Regions from separate parts of the Sus scrofa genome. Here regions 1 and 2 are each linked to region 3. Evidence: chromatin contacts called from public HiChIP or PLAC-seq data. All regions are on one chromosome and are shown on one strand. The core of a region is the stretch at or near the end of the contact, and the rest is flanking DNA. Distances in the headings are between cores, read along the strand shown.

What was found. HiChIP or PLAC-seq counts read pairs in DNA pulled down with a chosen protein or histone mark.
Region 1: an H3K27ac HiChIP or PLAC-seq map of skeletal muscle shows a contact between it and region 3. The contact joins the enhancer-like site here to the promoter of TMEM164 in region 3. A contact is called at or near these places in 1 of 5 promoter capture datasets (liver), 5 of 47 Hi-C or Micro-C datasets (embryonic fibroblasts, epiblast stem cells, fetal heart ventricle and 2 more) and 2 of 2 datasets of contacts at active chromatin or transcription factors (alveolar macrophages and skeletal muscle).
Region 2: an H3K27ac HiChIP or PLAC-seq map of alveolar macrophages shows a contact between it and region 3. The contact joins the enhancer-like site here to the promoter of TMEM164 in region 3. A contact is called at or near these places in 5 of 47 Hi-C or Micro-C datasets (embryonic fibroblasts, epiblast stem cells, fetal heart ventricle and 2 more) and 1 of 2 datasets of contacts at active chromatin or transcription factors (alveolar macrophages).

Annotation. Positions count from the first base shown.
Region 1 is chrX:90,018,800-90,022,159 of Sscrofa11.1, reverse strand. No RefSeq gene overlaps it. Among named protein-coding and RNA genes, the nearest start is that of TMEM164, 85 kb to the left of the region's middle. Within about 2 kb of position 1,824, at least 7 of the 83 cell types and tissues checked have an H3K27ac peak or open chromatin away from gene starts, as enhancers often do. A contact at or near this core is called in skeletal muscle, where this site is marked.
Region 2 is chrX:89,995,323-89,998,555 of Sscrofa11.1, reverse strand. No RefSeq gene overlaps it. Among named protein-coding and RNA genes, the nearest start is that of TMEM164, 110 kb to the left of the region's middle. Within about 2 kb of position 1,420, at least 6 of the 83 cell types and tissues checked have an H3K27ac peak or open chromatin away from gene starts, as enhancers often do. A contact at or near this core is called in alveolar macrophages, where this site is marked.
Region 3 is chrX:90,103,691-90,106,797 of Sscrofa11.1, reverse strand. TMEM164 (transmembrane protein 164) reads right to left here and starts at 1,505. Exons shown (of 6, transcript XM_021080004.1): 1 at 1,385-1,505. The coding sequence starts at 1,432.

The DNA of each region.
Region 1 (3,360 bases), core at 575-3,074, 85 kb after region 3:
CTGGAATTGAGGGATTTAATTGAAGGCCCCAAATCATTTCGGGCTGACATGGGAAAGACTCAAAGGATTGCGTGCGCCCCCTTTCCCCCTCCAACTTGCCACTGTATTTCCATTTTGCGTAGGCAAATGTTCAAGTTTGCATTCCTTAAGCACACATCCACAGGCTGTCATGGGAGCAGAGGAGAAAGACAGCTCTGAAACTGGCTGGGAGGCAGGGGAGGCCAACTTCGAGAAAGGCATTATCCTCAGATAATCCGCCAAGTGGATAAATCGCAGGAGGAATCAAGGGTTGACGTTGGTAAATTACCACTTCCCAAGCACGCCCAGTGGCCTGAAAAGTTCCCGCGGCCTCTCCAAGGACCTACCAGTGCCGGAGGGGAATAGTGTGGGCCCTGGGAGGACTGGCTTCAATATAACATAAAGTAGGTAATAAGTATTTCTGCCCTTCCTGTCACTCTCATGGAAATGTAAGCTGCCAAGGCTGAGGGAAGGTGGGTGTTAAGTGCTCATCTGACTAATCTGTAAATCAGCATGATGCAGCCTGTGCCCAGGTAGTAGGAGGCAAGTTGGAGGCAAGAGCCCCTCCCTGAACAGTGTTGTACAAGTGGAGGTGGTGGGGGGAGCTGTGGGACTCCCCAAGAGGCACAGGGGACATGGCCAGAGGTGGAGGTCAGTGAGAGGGGAAGAGCTGGAGTCAGATATTAAGGCAGGCATCATCCTTCCCCTGACTTTTCCTTCCCTTCCTCCCACCTGCATCCGCTCACCTCTTTTTTCCCACTGCCTCCCCATTTGCCAGGCAGACGGCACAGACCTCTGCTTGGTGCTCCCGAAACACCAAAATAACAATCCCCTCCCCAACTCTGGCCACTCTGCTCCCCATGTGTTCAAAACTGCCTTTTCCCTGAACTGCCAAGCCCATTCTTTCCTTTCTTTCTTCCCCCCCTTTTTTTTTCTTTTTTCTGGCTTATCTAGGGCTGCACCTGCAGCATATGGAGGTTCCCAGGCTAGGGGTCTATTTGGAGCTGTAGACGCCAGCCTACGCCACAGCCATAGCAACGCGGGATCCGAGCCGCATCTGCGACCTACACTACAGCTCACGGCAACGCCGGATCCTTACCCCACTGAGTGAAGCCAGGGATCGAACCCACAACCTCATGATTCTTAGTTGGATTCGTTAACCACTGAGCCACGACGGGAACTCCCTTTCTTTCTTTTTAAGGCTGCACCCTTGGCATATGGAAGTTCCCAGGCTAGGGGTTGAATCAGAGCTGCAGCTGCCGGCCTACGCCACAGCTCAGGGCAACGCCAGATCCTTAACCCACGAAGTGAGGCCAGGGATTCGAACCCGTGTCCTTAAGGTTGCTAGTCAGATTGCTAGTCAGATTCTTAACCCGCTGAGCCACAATAGGAACTCCCTGAGCCCTTTTTTTTTTTTTTTTTTTTTGTCTTTTTGCTATTTCTTTGGGCCGCTCCCGCGGCATATGGAGGTTCCCAGGCTAGGGGTCGAATCAGAGCTGTAGCCACTGGCCTACGCCAGAGCCACAGCCACGCGGGATCCGAGCCACATCTGCAACCTACACCACAGCTCACGGCAACGCCGGATGGTTAACCCACTGAGCAAGGGCAGGGACCGAACCCGCAACCTCATGGTTCCTAGTCGGATTCGTTAACCACTGCGCCACGACGGGAACTCCATTCTAATTGAAGCCCTGAAAGCAGAGCCAGGTCAGAGAAGCAAGAAGGCTGCCTGCGAGCAAGGGCCAAGAGGCAATGGGAGCAGGAGAGTCCTGGAATCCAGCTGGTGTCTGGAGAAGCAGGGCGGGGAGTGGTGGATGGGCTAGTCTGGGCAGCTGCCTGGCTGCTGGATCCAACCCGACTTTCCACAGACCACACAGAGCTCCAGGGAGTGGGGGAGGGGATGCTGCTAGTAAACGCCAGGCTTGCAGAAGGGGGATGGCGAAGGGGCAGTGCAGAGTGTGCCGGAACGGAAAAAACCAACAGAAAGCCCTCTCCCTAGGGGAGCTACCCATTGCTGTGTCTCTTGACTCTGCTTTCCAACAGGGGCACTGTCTGCCTGGCATATGATGTTGCAAGGATCAAAAAATAGCCTCTGGTAACTGCAAGAGGATCTGTTTATAGAGCTCCAGCCCTCACACCACCTGTGAATTCCATGCAGCTAAGCCATCTTTTCGAAAGAACGAATTCGTTCTTTCTCTGCGGGGCTTGCTGGCCACAAGAGGCGGACACTTTCCAGCACTCCCATCCCTCCTCCACCTGCAGGACCACCAGCGCCTCTCACCCCGGGCGTGCCCTCATGCTCCTCCAGCACTGCTTCTTGGCCTCCTCTCAGCAGAGTGGACTTAGTCTCTGTCCCATTCTCTCCGTCGCTTTCGCCCTTTTGCTAAGTAACCCGAACAGTGGTGGCAATCCAAAATCCCTGCCCAAGTCCTGCTGCTGCAGACCTGCTCCCCTTCAGGTTCCTGGAAACCCACATAACGGGGTGCCCCTCCCACGTTAACACGTTTTCATTTTGAAAGGGGAACCCTAGGTTCTTTAACCGCAAAAGTGACTGATAGTGTGAATTTCGGACAGGCCAGAAAGCTATTTTTGAGGCATAGGGGCTTTCTGTTGGCAACCTGTCTCGCTGATCAGTGCTGGCAGCCACAAGCCCTGCCTATGTCTAAGAGCGGCTTGCGCCCTTGGTGTAGGGGTCAGAGATGGGGACAAAGACCTAGTGACTACAGGAGCCAGGTAAGTAAGTGAAATCAATCTAGTGGGTGTGGTGCACTAGTCTTTGCAGCCAACTAGAGAGCACATAGCCATCTGAATTATGAAATAGGGAGACAGGAGGGAAGGGGCAGGGCACGACCTTTAAAAGAATGACAGTGCTGTTGAGAACACGACATCAACTGCTTAGAATTGATTACGCCCAAGATGGCAGAAGATTCAACTTCCAGGAGACCTTGAGCTCACATGTTGTGCACTCAGGGTAGCACATTAGCTAAATGACAGGCCCGCAGGCCTCATCACAGTTCCAAGGCGGACCATAAAAGGGCAAAAAGTGGCCGGTGGCCTGATTCTGAGGAATCCCCGCCCCTTCCCTGAAACAGCCTATGAAACTACCCAGCCCATTAAAAACTCACCAGCCCCAAATTTCAAATGTCAAGCCTCTCACTTGCCTATGGAGTACGTCTCTCTCTCTCAGTAAATCTACGTCTTACCCGTCACTTTGCTTCTCGCTGAATTCCTTCCACGCTGAAATGGAACCAACCGAGCTTCATTAAGTCCAGATCCCAGGTGTGCGGTTTTGGCTGGGAGACTGGGTTCGAGGCCCCTCCCAAGCCAGAGAGTGTGGGTTCG
Region 2 (3,233 bases), core at 171-2,670, 110 kb after region 3:
TTAACCACTGAACCACCACAGGAACTCCTTGAGAAGTCTGAGTCTAGTGGGTTCCCTTGTTAATCTGAGGTGGTGGCCCCAATGGTGGCGAGCGGAGAGTATAAGCAGTGCTTCTGAGTGGGGACTAGGTGGTCTCTGGCATCTCCAGCCTTAGGGAGCAGGTCAGCTCTGTCTAAGGGGATGGGCAGAAGGTGAGTGTGTGAGGCTGTGGGGAAACTAAGAGAATTTGAGAGCGCTTGCCGACATCCAGATGGGGGGACCTGGCCAAAATGGGGGGTGGAAGCAGGAGCCAACCTGTTGAGTCAATCTGGTCATAGAGAACTAAGGTGGGTGCCAATAAGATTGCTGCAGTGGAGCTGAAAGAGGCAAATAAGAACTCAGGTTGCACTTCCCATTGTGGCTCAGAGGGTAAAGAACCTAGTGTCCCTGAGGATGAGGGTTTGATGCCTGGCCCTGCTCAGCAGATTAAGGATCTGGCGTTGCCACAAGCTGCAGCATGGGTCACAGATGTGGCTCGGGTCCCGCGTTGCTGTGACTGTGGTGTAGACCGGCAGCTGCAGCTCCAATGCAGCCCTTAGCCTGGGAACCTCCATATGCCACGGGTACAGCTCTAAAAAAAGAGAAAAAAAGAAAAAGAAAGAAAGGGAGCATCCAGTACCCCAGCTGGGCTGTTAACACTTATATTCCAATGGACAGACTAAGCCTAGTTAATGGGACCAGGGTGGGGTGAATAACAACGCGTCCTGTACTTTCCCTCCAGGCTGTAATAGGACTCTCTGTCCTGTGTGGAGGGGGTAGCGGACTTGCTCTGCCTTGTGCCCTGACAAGATGTTCTGCACGTTCTACCCCCCAGGATAAATGTCCATGGGTGGGTAGCCTGGCACTCCGAATTGTTCTTATTAAGAACGTGTGTAGGAGTTCCCGTTGTGGCTCAGTGGTTAACGAATCCGACCAGGAACCATGAGGTTGCGGGTTCGATCCCTGGCCTTGCTCAGTGGGTTAAGGATCTGGTGTTGCTGTGAGCTGTGGTGTAGGTCACAGTCGCATCTCGGATCCTGCGTTGCTGTGACTCTGGTGTCGGCCGGTGGCTATAGCCCCGATTCGACCCCTAGCCTGGGAACCTCTCTATGCCACGGGAGCGGCCCTAGAAAAGTCAAAAAGACAAAAAAAAGACCAAAAAAAAAAAAAAAAAAAAAAAGAACGTGTGTAATGGGCTTCAAACCATGAAGACACAAAGGTTTTCTCTGGCTGTGCAGCCTCTGATGAGGTCTGACTTTCCAATAAAGGGCAGCAGCCGCTGGTCATATTTCTCCATCCTGGAAATTCTAGTGACAGTTTTAGGGAAATTTAGGGTGTGGAGGTTGTGGTCCAGGAAGTGAGAAGGAGGGTGGATTTCCTGTTGTGTCACCCCCTCTTACAGCATCATGGTGTATCTGGGGACTTGGCTAGCATTGAGTATTTCTTTGCTCCATTGATTGCAGCGCAAAGCTATAGCGGGTCCAAAGAGGATGAAGGGGACTTGGGCTTCCTTTCCAAAGAAACTTGGGTAAAAGAGTGATCTGCTTCTGCAGGAAGAGTAGCTCCCAAGATTGCTTGTGGTGTGGGTTTGTTTTCCCTCGGTGTGTGAAAACACTGGCTTTATCTATGTTTACTGCCCTCCACCCACCGAAAACGTTCTATCTCAATATGAACTCGTCTTCCTTCCCCTTTCCAAGGAGGCTCTTCTCAAGTTCCCCTCTCAGCAGCTGTCTCACTTCCTTTTAGATGTTCCCACCCAGCAGTGGCCACATTGCACTTTGATGAAAGAAAGAATGGGTAACCTTAACTGACCTCCTCATTGGGGCTCAAAGCTGCCTGGGCCCCCTCCCCCACCAAGGTCAATCAGCAATGTCACCAGGACCTATGTGTCTGCAACTGATGGGAACCCTTGGAGAGAGACTTGCCCAGAACATGGTTCCCTTTTGCACCTGAGAACCCTGACGAGTCTCAACCCCTTGCTGATGACATGACGATGAGCAAGAAGCAGATGTGGTATTTGAACAGAGGTCTTTTGATCAAAAATCTAGGGCTTGTTCTGTGACACTGGAGGCTTTATGAACAAGAGGCACTCAATTAATATTCCTTGAGAGGCAGTATATATAACGCAGTGGTTAAGATCCCCGCTTCTGACAACTGTTTTTATCCTAATGTGTGATAAAATGTACACAATATAAAATTTGCTATTTTAGGGAGTTCCCGTTGTGGCTCAGCGGTGACGAACCTGACTAGTATCCATGAGGACGCGGGTTCTATCCCTGGCTTTACTCAGTGGGTTAAGGATCCAGCTTTGCGGTGAGCTGTGGTGTTGGTCACAGACGTGGCTCGGATCTGGGGTTGCTGTGGCTGTGGGGTAGGCTGGCAGCTGCAGCTCACAATGGACCCCTAGCCTGGGAACTTCCATATGCTGTGGGTGTGGCCCTAAAAGGTTAAAAAAAAATTTGCTATTTTAACCATTTGCAAGTATACAATTCAGTGACATTAAGCATATTTGCAATGCTGTGCAACAATCATGAGGAGCCATTTCCAGAACTTTTCCACCATCCCAGCAGGATCTCTGTACTGCCAACTGGTTTCGAACTTAGGTTCTGCCACTTGGCAACTGTACAAGTTGGTAAACTTGTACCAATTCCTCAGGTGACGTCAATTTCCTCATCTATAAGATGAGGGTAATAATAACGCTTCTTCAAAGTACTGTCGTGTGTGTGTTCGTGTGTGTGTGTGTGTGTAAGACAAATACACATCGTAGTCATCATTGAGATGAATTGGTAATGTCGCTTGAATGGTTAATTCATTCATGTTTATTTCATATTTCTTAGTGGCTTGAGCCACCAGGCGGCAGGGCTAAGACTCAGACTCAAGTTAGCTTGACTTCAGGGCTTCTGTCTCTACTGCTCGTACTGTGAGGATTAACCGAGATAAGGCGGGTTCAGTGCCTGCCACGTCGCAGTGCCTCAACCAGCGGCAGCTATTTTATTGTTATCAGTATTATCTTTACTGTTAATCAAACGGAGATCGAAACTCATGCCTCCTTTACCTCTAAGGTGATGGAAATCTTCCAAACAGCAATAAAATTTTTTCTACCCTGGAGCAGAAGAAAGAGGCGGAGAGCCTCTTTGATATGTATGTACGACTAACCACATACGCCTGCCACCTAGCAACTGTCACCCTGGAGGATGCCCGTTTCCTGCTCCATT
Region 3 (3,107 bases), core at 256-2,755:
GCGGGGAGGGGTAACTAGCGAGGGAGGAAAAGGGGAACAGGGGCAGTGGCGAAGCAAGCAGGGAGGGGTCAGGGGAAGTCGGAGGCCGGGAGGGTCAGAGCGAGGGCCGAGGGGACCCAGCAGCGCGGCGGGAGCGAACCGGGGGGCGACGGCGAAGGGACACGCGGAGGCCAGGAGGGGAGCTGGCGGGGCAGGGCAGGCGGGGAGGGCGACAGGGCTGGCGGGGGCGCCGGACTCCTCGTCTCACGCACTCGCCACAGGGGATCGCTTACTCCTGCAACCGCGTGGCCGTCTCTGCCCCCAGCGAGCAACTTCGCCGCCGACCGGCCCCTCCGAGCCAATTTAGAGCCGTCCCGGTCCAGCCTCCCGCCCCCGGGTACACCCCCGAGCCCCCAGCTCCACCCCCGGCCCCAGACGCCCGCCCTCCAGGCAGCACCTCCCCCAGCCCGCGGCCCGCCCGGGACCTGCCCCCTCGCGCGGGCAGCGGCGGGAGGAAGCGGGGAGGGAGGGAGGGAAGGCGGGCGGGAGGCCGGGCCAGCCGGGGGCTGGGCTCCGGCCGGCCCGCTCCCTCCGCCCCGGCGCCGCACCTCCCGCGCCTCCCGCCCGGCCCCGGGGACGGGCCGCCGCGCCCCTCGGGGCTCCACTCACCGGCAGCTCGGCCCGCGGCCCCGGCTCGGGCGCCCACTCGGCTCCCCGCGCTCCCCGCGCCCCGGCTCTCGGCTCCCCCGGCGGCCGCAGCGGCCGCCGCACTCGGCTCCTCCTCCCGGTCTTCCTCCCCTGCAGCAGCCGCGCTCGCTTCCTCCTTCTTCCCCTCCCTCTCTCCTCCCCCTCGCCGCCGCCACCGCCTCCCCGCTCCCGTCCGGCTTGGCCCCGGGCCCCCTCGCGCCCTCGAGCCGCGGCCACCCCGCCGCGCCTCCTCCCCCCTCTCCGGCCTCCCCCCCACATTCGCTCCCACCCTTCACACCTCCCACCCTCCCTCTTTTCTCCGCTCCCTCCCCTCCCTCCCCCGGGCTCAGTCCCCGCCTCCTTCCCCTCCTCCCCGGCCTGCCTCGCGTTCTGCACTTGCCGAGCCAGCACGCGTGCACGGCCACCTTCCTGCACCATGGTCTACGGAATTCGCCTCCTCCGCGAAGCCGTTTTGACCGACTCCACCTCCTATGACCCGGTTCCCCAGGACACATCTTTGTACGCCCTGCACCTAGTAGGCGCTTAGCCGGCCCTCGCCAAGTTCTTGGGGAATGGACGAGCCGTTGCTAGTGATGAGCGGCTGGGCAGGCTTGGCTTTGGGAGGTTTGTTGGGTGGGATCTTCTACTCCTCGCCTCTCCTCCGGTCCACTCGGAAAACAGCCGACTTGGGCAGGGCCAGGAAGGCATCTTCTCTCACCTTTCTAGACACAGCCGTACCCTCCACTCCAGTCCTAGGACGAGGCATCTTACTTTGCTAGGCTCTTCCCCTTCCAGCTCTGCTCCGGTGTTTCTCCCTCTAACCTCCGCCTGCCACACCTTCCTGCTCAACCGTACTGGAGCTGAAGGAAAAGAAGCTTCCCCTGACCTCTTTCCCTGCCCCCCTCCCTGCAACGGAGCAGCTGTTTCCCAACCTGCACTTGGCCAAGAGTCCTGCCTCTGAAAGGCCGGCCAGGACAGTGTGGGTGGGGGCCAAGAATTGGATAAGGGCTGCTGATTGAAACAGGGCCCCCCTTCCCTGCTGCCTTTTACCCGTAGACTGTGGTTTACTTTTCTTTGGGCAGGAAACAGGAAAAAGACCTTTATAGAATCGACCTCGTGTTGATTTAATATTTATTGAAGACTCACAAAGAATTAGGAGAATATCCAGAAAAACATGGTTAGGCACCTTGCCTGGGAAACACTTTCTGGTATTGGCTGCAAGCCAGACTCAAAACATAAAATACAGTCTAATGTGTTATCAGGCTATTGTCCTCCCATCCTTTACAAGTGTGGTTTTCCCCACAAGTAGAGCTGCAGAGCCAGGTAGCCTTGTCTAATTCCAAGCTTTGTACAGCATCTACCATAGGCCTGATGCTCTTCAAACGCTAATTAATAAAGAACAAGGACAAACAAGACTGATTCAGCGGCAGAGTCCTGTCGTGGCTCAGCAGAAATGAATTCCGCTAGGAACCATGAGGTTGCGGGTTCGATCCCTGGCCTTGCTCAGTGGATTAAGGATCCTGCATTGCCGAGAGCTGTGGTGTAGGCCGAAGATGCAGCTCGGATCTGGCATGGCTGTGGCGTAGGCCGGCAGCTGTAGCTCCAATTCGACCCCTAGCCTGGGAATCTCCATGTGCCATGGATGCAGCCCTAAAAAAAAAAAAAAAAAAAAAAAAATTGGTTTAGCAGCTCACTCCACTGAATTCATTTTTCATAGGTGTTTTGTTAAATCCTCTGCAGCGTAACATTAAGGATAATAAAGCTGTGGAGCTCCTGGCATTGACTGCAGCCTGAGATCTTAGGTTCCTCTCTTCAAGGAAGGAGCAATGAGGTTATAACTCAGTAAAAGGCTTCCTTACCGCTGAACTTCCCTTGGGATTTTGGCCTGGAGGGTCCTGTGTTTGCAAAATGACCCTCTTTAGTAACTGGAGCCAGGCCAACTTCCTCACCTGAGGCACAAAATCCTCTCTTCCAAAAGTAGAATAAGCCAAGTGTTGAACCACCCAGGATTCAATTCCTCTTACTTCCCAGTTGGGCAACTGACCTCTTTGGGGCCTCAGTTTCCATCTATCAGCTGAAGGGTCGTCAGTTATCTAGTATCTGATTCCTAGGATTATGCACATTTAAATGAGTTGAATTAGGTAGCACACTCTGCAGTGTCTGGTGCATAAAAAGTGCTCAATAAATGCTCCCCGTTCTCCTCATCCAGTTCCACATCGGTGCAGGCAAGCCCGCACACGTGCAAACACTCTCACATTCAGTGCCTTCCCCCACATCTGCATAAACAAGCCTACCCAGGCTTCGGAGCCCACGTGAAATTGCACTCTCCGCAACCCCCACCCCCAGCTCCCAAGAGCTCTCTCCCTCCTCTGAACCTCAACAGCCGTTATTGCCTGCACTACTCATTTTATTCTGAATCACATACTGCCTTCCATTGTTCT